Regions from separate parts of the Canis lupus genome. Here region 2 is linked to region 1. The links are chromatin contacts, called in public Hi-C maps. All regions are on one chromosome and are shown on one strand. The core of a region is the stretch at or near the end of the contact, and the rest is flanking DNA. Distances in the headings are between cores, read along the strand shown.

Region 1 (4,851 bases), core at 1,080-3,579:
TGGAGGCTGCTAAACTGTGAGTAGGACAGCCTTTCCTAGCTATTTGCAGATAGTGGCAAGGCATAATGCGCAAGGACTAATATGCTTCTTTGCACTAATACTTTGTTTGTTTCACTGTCAGTGTAGATAGGGGCTGCAAAAGCAAATCTTTTAGTTGGGCAAGCTCAATATTGAAAATCTAAACCTATACACAGTTTCCAATTACTGCATATACATTTTATTATCAATGAGAAAGAAACTTCAGGTACCAAATACTGTTCAAATCCTTGATTTAGAAAAATTAGCTATTTAAATAGGTATGTCCATTTAATTACTGTAGTTTGGCCCTATTCTCTTGTCCCATATACTTTCAAGTAAACAAAAAGTATTAACCCTTTCGGCTGAATTAAGTATGTAGACATCTGCTTTTCAATTTTAAACAACCAGAAGCATTATCTAAGACTTGGTTAAAGTGAATGCGGATCTATACACAAAAATACAAGCAACTAAAAATTAAATAGTCCAACACATAAAAATCTACAATTTATCTCTATTCCATTTAACAGCAAACCAAAGCACTTCCAAAATATATTCCAGCCACCAAGCGCTGAAATCAGAAGTTCGTATTTCTAAGTGCCAGTGAATCTCATGGACTAACAGATTACATCAAGAAGAAACCAATTTCTTTTTGGGACTTGTCAACCCCCTCGAATTTGAGGCTTGGATGTATTCTTTAGAATAACAGGTCACTCTAGGTCCCTAATTTTATTATGTATTTTTTTATTGTAGTCACTTTAAGTTTAGGATTAATTACTACATAACCAGGATGTACAATGTTGCTCAATTTTATCGTATACCAACAGGTTCCATGAGTCTGAACTGAAGTTTATTAGCATAATCTGAAATGTATGCTGTAACTACATTGCAAAGGAAGGGTTTCTAACCCAACTACCCTGCACACACGGTTCTCGGAAAGCAAAGTTCTAAAAATCTCTAACTTGCAAAACTGGTGCACTGGGGTATGGATTTATGTAGCTCTTTTAAGTTTTTGCTGCTCAGTGAAAACACAAGTCATTATCAACGTGGATTTGAATACTTGCCTTCCTACTATCAAAAAAAAAAAAAAAAAAAAGTAAAAAGAAACCAGGCAGGCCCGCCTGCTGGGTATTTGAGCTCCACCTCCAAAACTCAGGGAGACTATCCTTGCCAGTCTTTATTAAGATCTACATTCTGGTCTGTCCTCATCCTACATACAGTGTTAATCTTGGAAAGCATCTCCATACTAAAACTGGTTTGAAAAAAAAAGTCTGAGGTGTTGCTTATATGCTCAGACTTCACAAGCTAAACGGTGGGGGCTTGGAAGTACGTGTACCTAAACGTGGCCTTATGGGGAATAGTAGAGAAAAGGGAGATCAGTGACAAAACAGAGTAAAGAAAGGAAAGCTGTGAATTACCTGGCCTACAAACTTTGGGTCCCTACATTAGGCATCTCCCGTCCCTCCTGCCCCCACCCATCCCAGGAATCAGAAAGCTCAAGAAAGGTAGTGGGCTAGCGTGACGGGCGACAACTGGGAAGATTCTGAAAAAAAAAAAAAAAAAATCAGCAGAAGAAAAAGCTTCGTGGAGGAACGGGATGGGAGAAAGAGGAGAGCTGAGAGCCGGTTCCTGGGGCGACACTGAAACCTGCACTTGGGCCGGGGGGGTGACCTGCAGGCGCCCGGAGCTGGGGGTGTGTGTGGGGCGGGCCGTCCCAGGTGCAGGAGCCAAGCCGCAGGGGTCCAGACGTCGGGAAGGCTGGGCAAACTAACCCGGAGCCCAGGGGCCTCCCCGTCTCGCGGGGGGTGGGGGGGTCGCACAGGAGCTGCAGGAGGTCCTCCCCCTCCCCTTCCAACTCCTCCTCACCCGGGCCGTAGAACTTGCTGCCTTTGGTCACGTCGAAGACTTTCCCATTGACCGCGAGCAGGATGCGCGGGGTGCGGGAGCCGTCGTACTGTCGCAGCTGCTCCAAGCTGAAGTCCCGCTTCTTCATGCGAGGCAGCGAGGCAGCGGGGCTCTCCTCGCCCGCGCCGGCCCCGGTGCCCAGACCCCGCCGCCCCCAGCGCACCCACAGCCGGTAGGCCCCCAGCAGCACCAGCGCCACCAGCGCCACGTTCAGCAGCATCTCCCCGCCCCCCGTCAGAAGCGCCAACGCTGCTGCCGCCCAGCCGCCCCCTTCTGCTGCCGCTCCCACGCCGCTGGGGCTCTCGCTGCTGCCGTCGCTGCTGCTCTCGCTGCCACTCCCCAGGGTGCCTAGCTTCACGTCCCCATCACCCGCCGCCATCACTGCCCGCCAGCGCCTTCCTCCTCCTCCCCGCCCCCTGCCCTCCCCAACCCCACGGCCGACCCCGCCCCTCTGGGGGCCTCCCAGCCAATGACAGGAGGGGAGGGGGCGGGGCCAAGCCTGCTCTCCATTGGGTGTTGAAGGGGTAACGTTGTCTCGGATCGCTCCCTCCCCCCTCCCTTCTTCAGCAGGCCGCGCTCGCGTGCGACGCCCCGCCCACCTCGCCCCACACTTCCCTGCTTTCGCTCAGCGCCTCGGCTTGCAGAAGTACAAGACGGGGAGGGGCGGGCCTGAAGAAAAGATGCAGCGCCGGCCGCGCGCGCGCGCGCATAGGCGGGGGGACACTACAGCGCGTGCGCGGGTTCCGGAGCGCCACGCGCTCTCCTTTCCCCTGCGCCTCCTCCGGGGGGCCGGCCCCGCCCGGTTGGTTCCCTCCGCTCTACGCGCGTGCGCCCCGGAATCGCTTCCCTTCCCAGGCTTGGGTTCGCGTCCGCGCACTCCCGCCTCAGCGCGGCGGCTCGGCACGGGGACTTCACGTGCGCCGGGGCGGCCGCGGAGGCGGAGTCTCAGTCTCGTGGGGTCGCCTTTTCGGGGGCGCAGGTTGGCGGCTTGTGGGAGGCCGCGACCCAGTTTTCATTACTGGCGCAAACTGTTGAGGGGCGTCTCTTTTTTGTCCCCCCCCGGGCGCCGTCGCGCCTGTCTGGAAGCCAGGAGCGTGGGCGCGCAGACAGAGCTGCCGCCCGGAGGTGTTGGCGACGGGCTGGAGCCCTCCTGGCGCAGGAGGAGCGCACGGAGCCCGCGCCGGGGCCGCTGGGCGCCCGGAGCCCGCTTGCTGTCTGCGCCGGCACCGAGCCGCCACCGACGGTGGTCTTGGCCGAGGCCGCTCCCGCAGAATTCGCTTTCAGGTTTTACGCTGAAGGTGCTGTTCCTGAATGAATAGTCTGTGGCGGTAGGGAAGTGGATAGAATGAGGCGGTCCTTCTGTTCCCTCATTCAGCTTTAACTCACGATTTCTTTTTATCTCCTTAGGTCCTTCGTAGTCTTTTAGGCTCCCAAGTCCTTAAAAACAAAACAAAACAAAACACAAAAAACCTGGCGTAAATGTCTCACCTCTGAAGCCTTGTTCTGGGCCCCTTACCTCAGGCGCTCATCTCACTGGACTTGGGCTTTCCTGCCCTGGTCTGTTTTGGTGTTGGTGAGTTCCCACACAACCACCCCAAGAACGGCCAGTTGTGGACTACCGGTGTGCCGAAAGAATGAAGGTGTGTTAAGGGAGTAACACTTTGGGTCTAATCTTTTTTTTTTTTTTTTAAGATTTTATTTATTCTTGAGAGACCCAGAGAGAAGCAGACACACAGGCAGAGGGAGAAGCAGGCTCCATGCAGGGAGCCGGAGGTGGGACTCAATGCCGGGACTCCAGGATCACGCCCTGAGCAGAAGGCAGATGCTCAACCCTGAGCCACCCAGGTTCCCAGATGATGGCTGTTTTATTTTTATTTTTTTTAAGATTTTATTTATTTATTCATGAGAGACACACAGAGAGGGGCAGATACACAAGCAGAGGGAGAAGCAGGCTCCACTCAGGCAGCCCGACGCGGGACTCGATCCCGGGTCCCCGGGGTCACGCCTGGGTGGAAGGCAGGCGCTGAACCGCTGAGCCGCCCAGGGATCCCCCAGTTTGGGTTTAATCTTGAGGAACCGGTGCCATGGAGGAAAGACCTAGGCAAGCAATAGGGGCATGTGATATGAGCTGAGGTACTTATTAGGGAAATGGCAAGTGGCCCATTTCGGCTTTAAGCTGTTAAAGAGGAGCAGAGTCTGGAGAACTAGGTTGATAGTCTTTAGTCAAAGGATAGGCTTGGCCTTTACACTATCCGTTTTGGAGGAGCCGCCGAAGTTTTTTAAAATTTTTTTTTTTTATTCATTTATTCATGAGAGACAGAGGCAGAGACACAGGCAAAGGGAGAAGAGGCTCCACACAGGGAGCCTGACGCGGAACTCGATCCAGCGTCTCCAGGATCACAACCCAGGCCAAAGGCAGGCGCCAAAACGCTGAGCCACGTAGGGATCCCGGCACTGAAGATTTTACGGTGGCAAATGACAGCCTCAAAACTTCTCTAGAGAGATTATCTCCCAAGTGTATTAAGGGTCGGAGTGAGAAAAGAATGGAAAACAAGTTAGTATGCTGCGTGCAGTATTTGTGCAAGAAATGAGGAGACTTAGAACTAAGTGGCATTAGAGCAGGGGTCTGTAAGCTTTTCTATAAAGGGCCAAACGTTGACATATTAGGCACTATCTTTTATAATTATTCAACTACTTTATAATAAGAAAGCAACCATAGAAGATACTTAAATAAGCATGGCTGTGTTCCAATAAAACTTTATGGACACTGAAAAATTTTTAAATTTTTTTATTTATTTGTTCATGAGAGAGAGAGAGAGGCAGAGACACAGGCAGAGGAAGAAGCAGGCTCCATGCAGGGAGCCCAATGTGGGACTCACTCCGGAGACTCCATTATCACGCCCTGGGCGGAAGGCAGGTGCTAAACCGCTG
Region 2 (4,851 bases), core at 874-3,373, 190 kb before region 1:
TAAAATATTTAAAAAAGGGGGCAACAAATTGCCAATTCCCTTACTGACATTAGTGGCACTGCACTATGGTGATGATCACCATATGCTAACTGTTGAATTTTTTTTTAAATTTATTTATTTGAGAAAGAGAGACTAAGAGGGAGAAGTAGACTCCCCGCTGAGCAGAGAGCCTGATGTAGGGCTCAATCCCAGGATTATGACCTGAGCGGAAGGCAGATGCTTAACCATCTGAGGCACCCAGGCATCCCAAACTACTGAATTCTTTAGAGACCTTCTGAGTACACATTTGCCCTCCAGTTCTTCTTTTCCTATAAGCACAACCTATTTCCAAGAAACTCCTGTATTTCTTCAATAAAGCATCTTTACAGTTCTTCACTTCAAAACAAAACAAAACAGCAACAAACGAAACCACCGACCATGGTTAGGTAGCCCATATGAATCTAACTTTGGAAAACCATTCCATCCATAACCTTTCCTTCAAGAGAATCAGTCTTTAATTCATCCGTATTTAAATAGATGGTAAAATAGAAGATGTTCTCTGAGTCACAACCAGCGCGAATTTGTTGCTGAGCTTTTGTAAATGGAACAAGCATTACCTGGCAGGACTCCAAAAGGCTGATTTTAACCTGAAGGGCAGCGAGTTTATAGTTAACAAAACAAAGCTTTACCAATAACGGAGCTAGTAAAGATGATGCCTCCTTGGGAGTAAAGGTAAGGACAGGGCTTCTTTAACTGGTCCTGGGTTCTGAAGGTTGCTTAGGGTCAGATAAATTGGAAACCAGTGATACGGGAAAACAAGAAAGGCCTTATTATAATTGTTGTAATGTATGAATAGGTTGCTAACCTTAGGGAAATTAAAAAAATATATATATCCCTAGGGACCTAGGGATCCCTGGGTGGCTCAGTGGTTTGGCGTCTGCTTTCCGCTCAGGGCATGATCCTGGAGTCTTGGGATCAAGTCCTGTGCTGGGCTCCCTGCATGGAGCCTGCTTCTCCCTCTGCCTGTGTCTCTGCTTCTCTCTCTCTGTATCTCTCATGAATAAATAAAATCTTTAAAAAAAAAAAAGGAAATACTTATCCCCAAGTGGGAACACGGTAAAAAAAAAAAAAATGCCTAGTACAACTTTTGAGTAAATGAAAACCATCTCGAGTTTGAAGAGAGAGACCCCTGAGACAAGAGTCCTGTACAAGCTTACTGCCTCGTTAGGCAGCTCTAGAGGAAGCCAGAAGGGACCCCTGGCCAGGTGCATACAAACGCATACAGATTTTTTTTTTTTTTGTGGCGGGGGTGGGGTGGGGGGGTGTCCCTTTGGTGAAAAAATTTTCACGGGGTCAAACCTCTTTTCTGAGACCTTGCACAGCGACATCAACATTTACTAAGTCACAAATCCGTGCCTATGAAACCAATGTTCACTCACTCAATTTCAGTGCCAGGTAGAAAGCTCTTAGTGGAGTTCATCAGAACATAGTTGTACCTTTTATTTATTTAAACAATTTTTTAAAAGATTTAATTTATTTATTCATGAGAGACTGAGAGGCACAGGCTGAGGGAGAAGCAGGCTCCACACAGGAAGCCCGACGCAGGCCTCGACCCCGGGTCTCCAGGGTCACGCCCTGGGCCAGAGGCGGCGCTAAACCGCTGGGCCACCGGGAGCTGCCCAGGTTCTACCTGTTAAACGTATATCCATTCCAGGAAAAAGAAAAAAAAAATTAGGAAACATGGTTAATTTGTAAACAAGTGTTATCTCTACAAATTAAGGGGGCGGGTCACAACAACAACAGCAACACAAAGTCGGCGAAATATTAACCAGCTGTGTTGCTCAGGAACACTTTAAAAAAACCTCTCGGTTCGAGGGTGGAAATGAGGGCGGGAAGTGCACTAAGCCGATCGCCCGGGCAAAGGTCTCACAAACAGTTACCTGCAGATTACACAACTTCCATCCTGGACGTGGCTCGGGATCACCGGTGATCGCGGTGCCCACCCTCCCAAATCTCGGGGTGGGGGGACTTTTTCACCGGGCGACAGAAGGACGGAACGGCGCGGTCAGGGGCCCGGCCTGGGTCGCGGGCAGAGGCCGCCGCGACCCGGGGTCCACCTGCCCCGCGCCGCCCGGGCCACGTGCGTAGGCCGCCCCGGCCCGCGCGCCGCGAGTCACAGAGGCCCGGTGCGCGCCCCGCCCCTGCTCCCGCAGTCCCGGCGGCGGGGGCCCGCGAGCGGCCGACTCGGCCAGCTCGCCCTCCCTCCCCACCCTCGGCGGGCCGCGCCCTCAGGCCGGGCGGCACCCGGGCGGGCTCGTCAGTCAGGCAGCGCGGGCGGCGGCCTGGCGACGGCGGGAGCCGGGGAGCGGCCACGTCACGCCGCCCGGGAGGCCCCGCCCCGCCCCGCCCCGCCCCGCCCCCACGGCCTCGCCCCGCCCACCGGGCCCGCCCCTTCCCCGCCCCCCGCCTCCACCCCCGGGAGCAGTTACCGGCTGTGCGGGCACGCGCCCGCTGCGCTCCGCTAGAGGTCTCCCGGCCCCTGCTCGCCTGCCTCGCCTGCCTCGCCTGCCTCGCCTGCCTCGCCTCGCCTCGCCTCGCCTGCGCCGCTGCCTGCGCCAGGTGAGGGCTCGCGGCTCCCGGCTGCGGCGCCCGGCGCTTGCTGTCTGGCTCGGAGCGTGAGCCTGCGAGGCGGGCTGGGCGGCGGGCGGTTAGCGCTCCGTTCCACGCGGGGAGGGGCGGCGCGCCGGGCGCTGCACGGCGGTGGCGGCGGCGGCGGCGGCGGCGGCGGCGGCCGGGCTTTTGGGTTCTGTGCCCCAGGCCGGAGCCGGTCGCTTCCCCGGCGGAGAGACGGGCAGTCGGGCTCCCTGGCCGCGGGCCCCCCCTGGCTGGGGCGGCTGGGGCCAGGGGACCATGTCGGCGGTGCCCGCCGCTCGGCCCCGGGAGGAGCCCCCCGCGGTGGCCGCCGAGAAGGAGTCGCTGTTGGTAACGGCGCCCGGACGCGAGGGCGAGGAGGCCGCGACAGCCATCAGCGCGGGGGCGCGGGGAGAGCCGTCGCCGGCGCTGGTGCTGGGGCGCAGCGTGCCGCAGGCGGCCGTGCCCGTGCGACCCCTGGCTTTGCACCTGGCGCGCAAGGCGCGCGGCGCCGGGGGCCCCTCGGGCGGGGGAGCCCCGCCACCCTTCCCGAGGGCCCCGCGGGCGGAGGACGCCCTGGAGGAGGAGGCGGCGGCCGGCCGGGAGGAAAAGCTGCAGCCGCCGCCGCCGCCGCCGCCGCCGCCGCCTAAAGAGAACCCCTGGACCAAAAAGCCTCCCCAGCACCTGTCCCCTGCCGGGACGGGGCCGCCGCCGTGCCCCCTGGAAACCCTGGAGGCAGGTCTGTGGTTTTGGGCGGCGGGCGCTGGGAGGGTGTGTGCAGGGGGGATTTCTCGCGGCTGCAGAGGCGGTCGTGGGGCTGGGGGAGGGGCGGGCCGCCTCTCCCTGTCACTCGGAGGTGTTCTGTTCCAAGGTGTCATTCACGCTGCCTATTTACATAAATGGACATCTGGGAAGGGAGCGGCAGGAAGAGGTGGGACCTCGGGTTCTCCTTGACGGGTGGGGGCACTGCGGGAGGTTCGCAGCCGCGGCGCGGGGCTGGCGCGGCCTCCCTCGAGGTCTGCTCCCCCCGCCTCCCCCTGCCTCCCCGCCTCCCCTCCCCCCAGCGGCATAGTGACCCGGGAGAGCCGACTTCAGGTAGATGGTGCAGTTGGTCCTATGGGAAAGTTTTCGTGGACTTGTAGGAAAAAAAAGGGGGTGGGGGTGGGGTGGGGTGGGGGGGTGGGCGAAGCGAGTCGGAGCAAGGGGATTGAGAAGTGGAAGTGAGATTGTGATTTTTTTTGTGGTGGTGGTGGTGGTGGTGGTGAAATCACTGGTAAGCTGAAACCCTCCGTTTTTGAAACAAGAGATCGTTCATAGTAATGCTGCTGACAAAATGCTCGGAATCATGATTGTGGCGGAAAATAGGTCGGACCGAGGATAGTGGACGCGGGAGGCGGGTCGCGCGCTAGGTAGAGGGCAGTCCCCGCCCTCCTAGGGGAGAGGACCGCGCGGTGCGGCCCCGGGTGCTTCCATCTCGGTCGTAGTTTTAATGTTTGAGTTTAATGAACGTGCTAAACAACGCAAAAGGCAGTTGTCTCCTAGTTTCATTTTCTAAATTAAGTTTTAGTAAGTTCATTGAACTTTGTTTTTTTTAAGATTTTATTTATTTATTCATGAGTGACCCACAGAGAGAGGGGGGGGGGCAGAGACACAGGCAGAGGGAGGAGCAGGCTCCGCGCAGGGAGCCCCAGGCAGGACTAGATCCAGGGTCCTCAGGATCACGCCCTGGGCCGAAGGCAGGTGCTAAACCGCTGAGCCACCCGGGCTGCCCGGTGTCCAATTCTTGATCTGAGCTCGGGTCTTGATCGCACAGTCGTCAGTGTGAACCAAGCATTGGGCACCACGCTGGGCATGGAGCCTACTTAAAAAAAATAAATAAATAAAATGTAATATGTGCACAGTTAATTAATATTACTAACTACTAGCTAACACGTAGAACATGCTATGTATCCAGCACACTTTTTTTTTTAAAGATTTTATTTATTTATTCATGAGAGACACACAGAGAGAGAGGCAGAGACACAGGCAGAGGGAGAAGCAGGCTCCGTTTTACATTTATTCTTTACAATCATCCGTATGGGATAGAAACCATTTTAAATGGGACTCAAAGCCAGGCAGTCTGGTTCCAGGCTGTGTGCTTACCTACTGTGCGGTACTCACTTTCACTCACCGGGTCTCCAGGATCATACCCCTGGGCCAAAAGCAGGCTTAACCGCTGAGCCACCCAGGCATCCCTTTAAC

Evidence for each region. Hi-C and Micro-C count contacts between places; a contact is called where the count stands out from the background.
Region 2: a Hi-C map of blood shows a contact between it and region 1, with 4 times the contacts expected there. The contact joins the promoter of MFSD8 here to the promoter of PGRMC2 in region 1. A contact is called at or near these places in 2 of 9 Hi-C or Micro-C datasets (both in blood).

The regions. Positions count from the first base shown.
Region 1 is chr19:13,523,641-13,528,491 of UU_Cfam_GSD_1.0, reverse strand. PGRMC2 (membrane-associated progesterone receptor component 2) reads right to left here and starts at 2,329. Exons shown (of 3, transcript XM_038564665.1): 1 at 1,882-2,329. The coding sequence starts at 2,299. It overlaps LOC102151797 (importin subunit alpha-8-like), which reads left to right and starts at 2,840. Exons shown (of 5, transcript XR_005373926.1): 1 at 2,840-3,218; 2 at 3,328-3,560.
Region 2 is chr19:13,713,440-13,718,290 of UU_Cfam_GSD_1.0, reverse strand. It overlaps MFSD8 (major facilitator superfamily domain-containing protein 8), which reads right to left and starts at 2,123. Exons shown (of 12, transcript XM_038564682.1): 1 at 1,920-2,123. It overlaps LARP1B (la-related protein 1B), which reads left to right and starts at 3,176. Exons shown (of 18, transcript XM_038564672.1): 1 at 3,176-3,349.